Regions from separate parts of the Mus musculus genome. Here all the other regions are linked to region 1. A link is a contact called in public HiChIP or PLAC-seq and Micro-C data. All regions are on one chromosome and are shown on one strand. The core of a region is the stretch at or near the end of the contact, and the rest is flanking DNA. Distances in the headings are between cores, read along the strand shown.

The links. Hi-C and Micro-C count contacts between places; a contact is called where the count stands out from the background. HiChIP or PLAC-seq counts read pairs in DNA pulled down with a chosen protein or histone mark.
Region 2: a Micro-C map of embryonic stem cells shows a contact between it and region 1, with 4 times the contacts expected there. The contact joins the promoter of Mybpc2 here to the enhancer-like site in region 1. A contact is called at or near these places in 4 of 39 promoter capture datasets (cranial neural crest, hippocampal neurons, maxillary cranial neural crest and 1 more), 1 of 15 datasets of contacts at CTCF or cohesin (embryonic stem cells), 10 of 484 Hi-C or Micro-C datasets (bone marrow-derived DN2 thymocytes, bone marrow-derived dendritic cells and embryonic stem cells), 5 of 115 datasets of contacts at active chromatin or transcription factors (embryonic stem cells and large pre-B cells) and 2 of 9 other capture datasets (liver and pancreatic islet).
Region 3: an H3K27ac HiChIP or PLAC-seq map of embryonic stem cells shows a contact between it and region 1, with 5 read pairs. The contact joins two enhancer-like sites. A contact is called at or near these places in 1 of 39 promoter capture datasets (liver), 1 of 15 datasets of contacts at CTCF or cohesin (embryonic stem cells), 3 of 484 Hi-C or Micro-C datasets (embryonic stem cells and nephron progenitors), 5 of 115 datasets of contacts at active chromatin or transcription factors (embryonic stem cells and pancreatic cancer cells) and 2 of 9 other capture datasets (adipose tissue and liver).

What each region holds. Positions count from the first base shown.
Region 1 is chr7:44,611,741-44,615,185 of GRCm38.p6, forward strand. Myh14 (myosin, heavy polypeptide 14) reads right to left here. Exons shown (of 42, transcript NM_001271540.1): 36 at 2,553-2,681; 37 at 1,902-1,990; 38 at 1,695-1,818. Among named protein-coding and RNA genes, the nearest start is that of Kcnc3, 23 kb to the left of the region's middle. Within about 2 kb of position 1,816, at least 25 of the 459 cell types and tissues checked have an H3K27ac peak or open chromatin away from gene starts, as enhancers often do. A contact at or near this core is called in embryonic stem cells, where this site is marked.
Region 2 is chr7:44,522,448-44,526,107 of GRCm38.p6, forward strand. It overlaps Mybpc2 (myosin binding protein C, fast-type), which reads right to left and starts at 2,222. Exons shown (of 28, transcript NM_146189.3): 1 at 2,124-2,222; 2 at 384-461. The coding sequence starts at 2,142. Spib (Spi-B transcription factor (Spi-1/PU.1 related)) reads right to left here. Exons shown (of 6, transcript NM_019866.1): 6 at 3,548-3,660.
Region 3 is chr7:44,699,968-44,703,615 of GRCm38.p6, forward strand. No RefSeq gene overlaps it. Among named protein-coding and RNA genes, the nearest start is that of Izumo2, 6.9 kb to the right of the region's middle. Within about 2 kb of position 2,129, at least 15 of the 459 cell types and tissues checked have an H3K27ac peak or open chromatin away from gene starts, as enhancers often do. A contact at or near this core is called in embryonic stem cells, where this site is marked.

The DNA of each region.
Region 1 (3,445 bases), core at 566-3,065:
GGAAGAAGATGGAAAATTGTGACGAAGCTGTGGCAACACCAGGTACCTCCTGGGACAAGCTGAGCTCCCGGCTGTTAAATGCACAGCACAGAGCCTGGTGGTACCAAGAACTCAACAATAGCCCTTGAACAAGCCCAGGGACAGCAATCCTCACCAGACTGCACCCTGTACTTTATAATGAACAAGAATGTTTTAAACTTATTTAAATGTACTCAAAATTATTTCAAATCTATTTAAATGTAGTCATAACATTTTTATCTAAGATAGGGTCTCATGTTACTCAGGTTGACCTAAAACTCCCAATATAACCGAAGATGAGTCCTGACCGTCCTGCCTCCCCCTCCCAAATGCTGGGATGACAGGCATGTACCACCACAGCTAGGTTCAGTTTTGCTATTTTAGTGAGTCCCAGAGATGGTCACAAACTTGCTTAAATGCTCTAAATTTGTGGCTGTGAACTATGGACTATTTCAGGCCCTTCACACTCCCCTCTGCACCAGGGTCACCTGCGAAGCCCAGGAGAAGGAGGCAGGCTCTGGCCCCGCCTGCCAGAGAGTCTGAGCCCTGGGTAGCACAGGCAGCAGAGACCTGGGGGGGGGGGGGTGATCTGAGAAATGAGGCCTCCATTCATAGCAGCTGGCAGATGTGTAGACTTGGCCCTGGCCCTAATAATAGCACCTCGACACCCTCGGCTTGCTCGGAAATCACAGGGCAGCGGAAGATACTTCAGCCCAGGCTGATTAAAGATCTTCACATCTCCGCCTCCCAGGGTACATTCATGAGCCCAGCAGCCCTCCTTTAGCCTTTAAAATTTTAATTGTAAATGAAAATGGTGACAGGGGTTGGCAAGAACTCAGTTGGTAGAGGGCTTGCCTAGGACACAAGGAGCCCTGGTTTCCCTGTACAGCATAATTTGATTTGGTGGCAAATGCCTGTCATCACAGACAGAGGCAGGGGTCAGGAGTACAAGGTCATCTGCAGGCTACATAAAGAATCCCTGGCTACAGAAGACCCTGCCTCAAACACTCAATAAGAAAAGAAGTGCTAGCCGGGCAGTGGTGACGCACACCTTTAATCCCATCACTTGGGAGGCAGAGGCAGGCGGATTTCTGAGTTCAAGGCCAGCCTGGTCTACAGAGTGAGTTCCAGGACAGCCAGGGCTACACAGAGAAACCCTGTCTCAAAAAACCAAAACCAACCAACCAACCAAACAAACAAACAAAAAAAGTGCCCCATATTGGGCCTGATCTGTTTTGCAAGAACACAGAAGTTCGCAGAGGACTGCCGTGACTTCAAGGCTGTATGAGGTTATTGGTGGGAGGCTGACTGACAATCAGAGCCCTATACTTCCACCTGCAGCGATGAGGGTCTCTTCTGGCTGAAGTGACAATGACAGACAAGGTGTGAAGCTATCCAGCCATACGCCAAGTGCTTGCTTTTTGTAGCCCTGGCTGGCCTTGAACCTGTGACAATTCCCCTGGCTCTGGAGAACTCTGAGGTTCCAGCTGAGCTTAATTACTGTTTCAAGTCCGTCTTAGCGACTTCAGACCTGCCGACCAATCAATGAGTCAAGTCTTCCTAACTTTATGAAAACCCACATCAAAGGTCTTCATATCCAATGAATCTGAGAGCTCTTGAAGGCTGGGGTGGGGGAGGGGTGGATCTGGCTGGCAGGGGATGCCTGCAACGCCCACCTGTAGCACTAGCTTTCGGTAATGGTCCTTGAGCAGCTCCGAGTTGTTCTGTTCTTCCTCCAGCTCCTCTTCCAACTGGCTCAGTCGCCCCTCCAGCTGCCGTTTTTCCTCCAGGGTGGCTGCCCTAGAGGGTAGGGTGTGGCTTCAGAGGATAGGCCTGCGAGAGGAGACTGCCCGGTCCACAGCCCACGGCTCCAGGACACTCACTTGCTAAGATTGCCACTGGCCACCTCCTCTGCCATCTCGTCTCTGTCTTGCTGGGCCTGCCTCCGGGCTCGGTCTGAGGCAGCAAGTTCCTACAAGGACCAGTAGGTACAGAGGGCAGAGGGGTAAGAGGTCAAGACACTGGTATTAACCCTTCTCTGTCCTTTGGGCTTTTCCTGCTGACTGTGAGCCTGTGAGCCTCACCCTTAAGGGAGCAACTTTCTTAGCGCTGGCCACCAATGCTCCTCCTCCATGTCTCTCATCACTGGGCCTCCTCCTACCCCCATGCTATCCACATGCCCTCCCTCCTACCCGACTGTGCCTTCTCTTCTTCTATGTCACCCCTGGGTCCCAGACTTTTTCTTCACTTCTGCCTCCTGCTCCTGACTTCTTGGCCTGTCTTCCTCGTCTTTCTAGGATTGGCCCTGGCAGTTCCTGCTCTGGTTTCCAAATATCCCCCAGGACAAGATCCCCAACTCTGGAAGGCAGAAGGCACCGGGAGCCACGCCTACTTCCAAAGTCTCCCCTCCCAAAACCTCCTGGAAAGCCCCGCCCATCCTCCAGAACCTCCAGTTAAGCCCCGCCCATCCTCTAGGACCTCCAGTTAAGCCACACCCACGCCGGGCCTCCCACTAGAACCTGCCCACCTCTTACCTCTTGCAGACGCAGCACCTCAGCTTCCAGCCCCTTGAGCTTCTTCTCATTTTCCCTGCTCAGGGTAAACATCTCGTCGCGGGAGCTACGCGTCTCCTCTACCTCCCGCCACAGCTCCTTCATCTGGACCTGGGTAGGTGCAGGTTTAGTTAAGCTGCGTCTAGAAACCCCACCCTTGAGGTAAGCACATTACGTGCAAGCAGGGCCAGGGCGAGCAGGGGCAGCACAGAGCCCATTGTCTGCCTCAGAGCCCGTGCGTGCTGTGTGCCCTTGGGCCAATTCCACTCCTTCTCTAAGCCTTAGTTAACCCCTTCTTAAAGTGAGTCAGAATAGAATATTTAGCCTGCGGCTCTGTGGTCACTACCTGGGAGTGTGAGGAGAGGCCAACACAAACTTTTTCTCCACCCACGGGGAGTTCAGCACTGCTATGAGGAGCCAGTGATAAAGAAGATGGGCCACAGTGGTAAACGTTATTGTTATTATTACATGTCTGACAAAGGGGTTAAACAAGAGCTCCTTTCTCTGGATGCTTGAACTGGCCCTTTTGCCTGCTACCCCATAGTAAGATACCTAACAGGCACCAGTAGGTTTAAATATCCTAGTATGGCCTAAGGGTGTGGTTCAATGATAGAGCCCTTGACTAGAGTCCCCCAGCGAAGAGCGGGGGCACGGCTCGTTGATAAAGCTCCTGCTTGGAATCGCCCCTAAGAGAATTATTCAAGGCGCTAGGTTCCATCTTCGGTGGCACTAAATTTATTATCTAATTAAATGATGAGTTTAGATTTCAAAGTCTAGCATCTAAAATGAGTGAAACGCAAAGATAACAAACAAACAAACACACATCAGAGGCCAGCATTTTCCAAGGCCACTAGCTAATCCAGCAACTGCTGCCA
Region 2 (3,660 bases), core at 972-3,471, 89 kb before region 1:
AGGGGTCAGTAAGCAGAAATCGTAGGGATGGCTTGGCTTTTAATCCAGAAGGCATAAGCTTTGCTGGCCCCCTCAGCCCCTAGGGCCTCAGATTCCCCATCTGTGGACCAGCAGGTTATGGTCAGGATGGTCTTGAATGGACTTCGGTATAATAAAGGGCATGTAAATATGGGCACAGCCTTTGGGAACTGGGCAAGAATTGCTTGAGACATTGCTCAGAGTAAGATACCAGCCTGGGATGTCGGGAAGCCAGGAAGGACTGTGGCGCTCTGACCCTGTGTGGGAACAGCTATAGGAAAGAGGCAAGGAAAGTCTACAGCAGTGTGGAGAAGGGCGGGGGGGGGGGGGGCGGGAGAGCTGGCAGAGCCCTGGGGGCACCTCACCTTTGGGGGGCTCTTCAGGAGTCTGCTTTGCAGGGGCTTCCTTTGGGGCATCTTTGCCTTTGGAGGCCTTTTTGGCCGCTGTAACATAGACATTGAGAAAATGGTTCTCTCCCCAGAATCCAGAGGCCAGACCCAAACCTTCATTCTCAGAACCAGGGGTCCAGGCCTCAAATCTTCTTCCCCAGACCCTCTTCCCTCAGATGGAGGTAGGTATGGTGGGGTACAGATCCCCCATTCCAGGCATAAGTTGATCCCAACCCTGAGTATGGAGTCAGGTTCCCCCTCCCCTTGTAGCCTCACCCCAGGCTCTGGCCATCAGCCTGACCTTTCAGGTTTGGGGTATAATTAGCCCTTCCCTTGGGCTGGAAACTAGACACTGGTGCTGACCACAGCAGTCTCCCTTGTGGTGCGGGTCACTGATCCATGGGTCAGTCTGTGCAAGGGAGCTGGTCTCTACCTCAGCCAGACTGGGCTGACCCCAGGGGAACAGCCACCTAGGGGTAGGTGACACCAGGGCTTGTGTGCAGTGCCCACTTCCACAAAAGGAGAAAGCCCTAACCAGCATATAGACTATCCCTGCCCCCTAAGGACCTAATGCCTCCCGTGCCTAACTGCACATGAAGAGAGACGGGGGTGCTGGGACATGGCCAGTATTTGCCAAGCAGGTAGGAGGCTCTGGATTCCTTCCCCAGCACAGCAGGAAAAAGAGGGCCCCACCCATGGAAGAGAGACACACGATTCCTTCACAGAAGTCCAATGCGCACACCAAAGGGGTTCTCATATTTACACAGAAGAGTATCGTTCCATGCACATGGAGTCCTGTTGTGTCCATAGAAGCACCCTATGATCCTAATCTTCACTCAGTGAGGAGACTCAACTACCTCGAGGGTGCTCGCCCACCTGGAGAGGACCCTGTCCCCAAGCTGAGCCCCAGCAATGCACAAGCAAGATCCTGTCAGCCTCAAGAAAAAGAGACACCCACATAGAAAAAAAAAATTATATTGCCAGGCCATGGTGGTGCACGCCTTTAATCCCAGCACATGGGAGGCAGAGGCAGGTGGATCTCTTGTGAGTTTGAGACCAAGCTGGTCTACAGTGCTAGTTCTAGGACAGCCAAAGCCAGGGATACACCAGAGAAACCCTGTCTTGAAAAACCAAAAAGAAAAAGGGGATGGGGAGAAAAAAGAAAGGAAAGGAAAGAAGAAAAGGAGACACACACACACACACACACACACACCCCCAGCAGGGTGTAGTAGCCCATGCCTGCCGTCCAGTCTTGGTAGACTGAGGCAGTATGATTTTAGGACTTCCCAGCCAGCCTTAGCTCCGGAGTGAGTTTGGGGCCAGCCTAGGCTGCAGACTTTGAGGACAGCCTGGAGGGCTTGGGGGCAGGGGTGGGGTGAGAGAGCAAAGAGAGAAGGGGAGAGAGAAAGAAAACCGAGGCCAATTTATAATTGCACAACTGAGATTTCTACCCAAGATGGGTCTCCCAGTCCCCGAAGAGGAAGGGGACTCCTGACCCTACACAGACAATAGACCTCATGGTCCTGCATTAGGAAGGGACCCATCTGTGCACACAGAAAGGGTCCCTCTTCCCCAAGCAGGAAAGGAACCTACACTCTACCTAGATGTAGGAACAGGCAAAGGACCCCCTCCTCCCATAGTAGAAATCCCCTTGTGTGCACCCTACCCTCCACCCCATCCCCACCCCCACCCCCAAGAAGGTTTCGGGCCAGCCACCTGGTTTAGCCTCAGGCATGTCGGCGACCTTCTCCTGCTCCCAGGACTTGGGACCGCAGTGGCTCTAACCAGGCCCTAGCAGGGACAGGTGGGTCTCCAGGAGGAGCCCTTTATGGAGTCTCGAGACTCCCAGGAGGCAGCGCAGGGCCGCCCCGCATTCCTCTTGCATGCTCTAAAGGGCGAGAAATAGCGAGCAGGCAGGAGTGGAGGGATGCCAAGGCCCTAGTGGGGATGGGATGTGGTGCTTAGACACCTGAGTCTGTGGAGGTGCAAAGGTGAAGACTGCGTGACCGCAGAAAGAGGGGAACTGGAACCCCAGAGTCTGGGGGCACAGGGGTCCAGATTCTTAGGTCCTGGATGAAGTGGGGGGGAGAAGGAGGAACGAGAAGTGGCCAGAGCACAAGATGGGGAGAGGGGGGAAGCAGAGAGGGCACTTGTGTGGGGGCAAAGAACGAGGAGGAAAAGAGAAAAGGAAAAAAGGGAGGGAAATCCTGGGTCTTGGGAACGGGCGTGGGGGGCTGGGAGTCTCAGGTGCACGGGGCAAGCGGGGCGGGTTCTGGAAGCCTTTCTTAGCCCCAGTCAGGAGTTTTCTAGAAACCAGAGACGGGAAGGATAGTCCGATTTCCCCCGCGTAGGCAGGACGGGTGCCGGCCTCAGGGAAGAGTTCTCGGTGTCCCTCCCGCCCTATTCTGATCCGGGTCCCAATGGGAGCGGCCTGGCCGGCTGCCCGTCACCGGCCAAGTGCAGAGAGGCCGGGAAGGCCCTGGAGAGCTGCCCAGGCCCGGCTCCTTCCCAGCACCAGAGGGGAGGAGCGGGTAAGGAGGAGGAGAGGGACACTTGGGGAACCACAGGTGTGGCTGGCCCAGAAGGGTGTCAGAGGAAGGAACCAGGGTATCGAAGACAAGCTGTCCTCCCCCCCCCCTTTTACTCTTTGTGTCCCTCCCTCCTTTCTACTTTCAAAAAAAAGATCCCCTAACAGCCGGAAGCTTCCTGGCTTCTGGGGGCACAAAGTCCTGTCACACCATTGGTTGCAGTGCAAAAACTTCCACCTCGCTCCCTAGGGAGCAGGCAAGTTGCACAGCAACCCATTGTAGTAACACACCCCTGTAACCCGGAATTCCAGAGACTGAGCTGAGACAGGGCCATTGGAGTGACTTCAAGACCAGCCTGAACTACAACGTAAGGAAGAGCCTATCTTCAAGACAAAAAAACAAAAACCGAACAGTCAGATGTCTGGAATGGAGGGGTGAGCAGAAAAGCAAGGTGGGAAACAATGGTTTCCTCATTCAAGCCCTAGCCTGGCCCACCACCTTCCTTTCTCCCTCCCCCTCCCTCCCCCTCCCTCCCTATGACTGCCACAGTCTCAGAAGAGTTCATGTGGAGGTGCAGGGGACAGTTCCTAATAAAGGGTCCCAAGACGGCTTAATTTTGATGTACACTTTATTTATTATGCATGTATAGTGGTGATGAGAAATAATTTTATTTAGTACAGTTTAGCCTTGACCACATGGACATCTGGATCTTCCATGACCCTGTT
Region 3 (3,648 bases), core at 879-3,378, 89 kb after region 1:
GCCTCTGCCTCCCAAGTGCTGGGACTAAAGGTGTGCGCCGCCGATGCCCAGTGTAAAAAAGGTTTTTAGATGTTGTGGCTTGCTGGAGAGAGAGCTTAGCATTTGGGAGATGCTGCGAGAGACACATGAGGGCCAGAGCTCAGCCTGCATCGCTGTGTAACTGGCCAAGTAGCCTGAGTCCTAGTGCTGTAGCCAGAGGGGACACGAGGGTCCCTGGACTGTAGCCAGAGGGGACACGAGGGTCCCTGGACTGTAGCCAGAGGGGACACGAGGGTCCCTGGACTGTAGCCAGAGGGGACACGAGGGTCCCTGGACTGTAGCCAGAGGGGACACGAGGGTCCCTGGACTGTAGCCAGAGGAGACACGAGGGTCCCTGGACCTTGTTCCTTTCAGCCCAGCTGGGAAAGCATGAGGTTCAGGTTCAGGGAGGGCTCCTGCCTCAAGGAACAGACAGAGTCTCAGAGGGTATCAGGTTCTTCATGCCTTTGCACACACACATAGGTATAAGGACCCCACACAGATACACACAGGAGCCCATACATTCACAAACACAAACGTGAATAAGTAAATGCATGTTTCTTCTGTAAAGTTGAACGCACTGATTGGGAGGAGAGGGCAACTGCAGAGATGGCTTCGTGGTTAGAAGCACACACTACAAAAATCCTGGTTGCAATTTCCAGCACCCATGTTGGGCAGTCCATAAACCATCTGTAACTACAATATCAAGGGATCCCACATCTTCTTCTGGTCTCCATGGGCACCTGCAGACAGCTGTCAGGCACACATACACACACGTATGTGGCTAAAATTCCTTCCCAGAAGTATAATGTCAGCAGGGTCTTCCTTCCTTCCTAAGCTTGCAATGATAAACTGAAGCACGGCTTCTCTGAGGTCACTCTGCTCAACCTTGGTTTTCCTTACAAAGCGTAGGTAAGGAGTTACCTCTAGGGATGGGGTGCACCTCTTCAAACAGGCTGCACCTGACTTACCCAGTGAGGATGAGAGCTGTCCCACAGCTCCATAAATGGAGCTTCCCCAAACCCTCACCTGTGTATACCCTCTTGCTGCTCCCCGGGGTCACACACAGCGAAGGCAGCACTGCACAGGACTGGTAAGAGGCTGCTGGGCACTCAGGCCCAGGGGCTCCAAACCTTCCCCACCCTGCCACAATGAGTCAGCAAGCCCGGTGTCCCCATCCTTTTGCAAGGGGCTACGGCTGAACTCTCCAAGTGGCAGCTGTTTGGTTTAAACAGACAGTCACACACAAAACCATAAATAAAGTTTGTTTTAAAAAATTACAGGGGACAGAAAGAATCCTGGAAGGTAACTTTATCCACAAAACAAACAAACAAACAAACAAACAAACAAATCCTCCCACTGGGCCAGGGAAGTGCGGTACACTGCATATAGTTAGTGTGCAGTGTGCATATGAGTGATGCACACTGGTAAGGGGTGGTACATTGCATATGATCTAGCGATGGCCCTCTGAACAGCTTTAGGACCAGGGAGGTCTGGCTTTGTTTTTTATTTACTTTGAAGAACTGGGACTTAGAGCCTCACACCAGCTTAAAAAAGAAACACTCTACCACTGAACCACGTTCCAGTCCCTCACTGGGGGATTCTAGGCAGGGGCTCTACCACTGAGCCATGCCCCCAACCCCTCACTAGTAGATTCTAGGTACAGAAATGGCCATCTTTCTGCCCCAGCCTCCTTGATGCTGGGGTTTAGCTCAGTGTGGGAAATCCTTCAGCCTTCTTTATTGAAATGTAAAATCCTAGGGTGTGATAGCAAATGATATTTAATTCATCTATGTTTTACTAAGTCACTCTTTACTGATGTGGCTAACATCAGAGAAACCAAAGCAATTCTGGGCCTCATACCCGGATCTGAGAGCTCTGGGTTTAGAAGCTGAGCAAGCCCGGCTTTGTGGCCGTTGTGCAGCTCACTGTCCTAAAGAGGGACTTTGACGATGGAAGAGGAGAAGCATGCGCAAGCCAACAGGCTGGCGTCTATCTCAGACAGTGGTCTCAATCTTGCTAGTCTGCTGGATAATCCTGGACCTGATAAGTGCAGGCTGCAGGGAGCCACAGCTCGCTAGCACAGGTCAGGGAGAGAATTTAACTAGTGTGATCGCACTCTACTGGTGACATGGCACAATGACACCCTGGGTGTCCTCCATCATTCCTAAGCTATCCCAATCACATGTAATTCAATTCAGCTGCTCAGGCTAAGCCAGCCATGTCTGTGTGTGTGTGGGGGGGGGGGGGGGGGAGGCGGTGTGATTGGCTGCTATGTATACAAATGCTAAACTCTGAACCCCAAGATCTGGTTGCCATCCAGACAAAAGAATTCTCACATATGCCAGCCTTTGTTATGTAAAACTTGCTCCCCCAACTAAAAGTTAATTGGTTAATAAAAGGCTAGGGACGGAACTATGATTGGGCAGTGGAGAAAGAAAAGTGGGACTTGAGGATGGAGTGAGTGGGGGGTCTCAGGAGAGACCATTGGGAGATGCAGAGAACGAGGTCTCTATTAGAGGGGATGGACCAAGAGACCTGACAGACTGAGGGAGCAAAGCAGTCAGGGTGAGACTGAAAACACCAAGTAACAAGGGGCACATGGTTTGAATACAGAAGAGAATAGAATTGAAGATGCCCAATCTGGGCTTGTAAATAAAATACAGGTTTGTGTGTCTTTTACACAGGCTGGCTAGAATATATAATTTTACAGTTTACAATATTATAGCAGCTACACCTGTAACTTCAGACTGTTTGCTAGCCACCTTAGTGTTAGGTTTGGGGTGGAAGCCAAGAAAACATGTTGCGTTGTAGCTTTATTACCCCACCATTGCTCTGGGAACAGGCCGCACTACCAACCCCCACACAGTTTCCCTTGAATCCACGGATAAATGACACAGACACACAGTTGTTCAATTTCAACTCGCCTTTTGACACAATGGCTGGGCTATGATAGTAGGTTTTTCCTGCCTGGAAAAGCTTGCCCTTATCAATATTCTTATCTCTGCACCTCCCAACTGACCTAACTTTAGTTGGTCTGTTGAACCTAGTCCCTGCTAAACATCCCTGACCACTTGTCTGTAGGAGCGGCCTGTGTGGCTACTCTGTTTCGAGATCTCACATAGTTGGTCAACTTTTCTTCATCAGAAGCATGGCGAAGAATTCTGTCTCTCCTCCCTTGCCTCCAGGGGCCCGGAAGCCCCGCCTATCCCTCTCGTCCAGCAATTGACCCATAGCTTCTTTACAGACATATCAAGAACCAATTGGTGAACAGGACCTCGGCATCAGAACCACCCCCTACAAGAACTCACTTCAGAGATGGAAACTTAAAAAGTAAAGTTTTATTTTCTGAGTGCTCAGGGAGGCAACCCGTTTGGGATCTGTACTGCATCCCCAGGGGAGACAGACGTGTAACATTTTTATAGGATGGGAACAAAAAGGGAGGGGGAGCAGGGTGGTCTGTTGCATTGACCAATCATATTTTCACAAAAGGGGGTTGGGCTTTATCCAGGTCACCTGGTTTCAGGGTCCTTGATTCAGCTTTTGTGACCAGGTCCCCTCCTGGACTCTGACCTGGAAGGTTAGAATGATATGGGAACAAAGGAGTGGGCATGCCGCACGTAGTCGGTT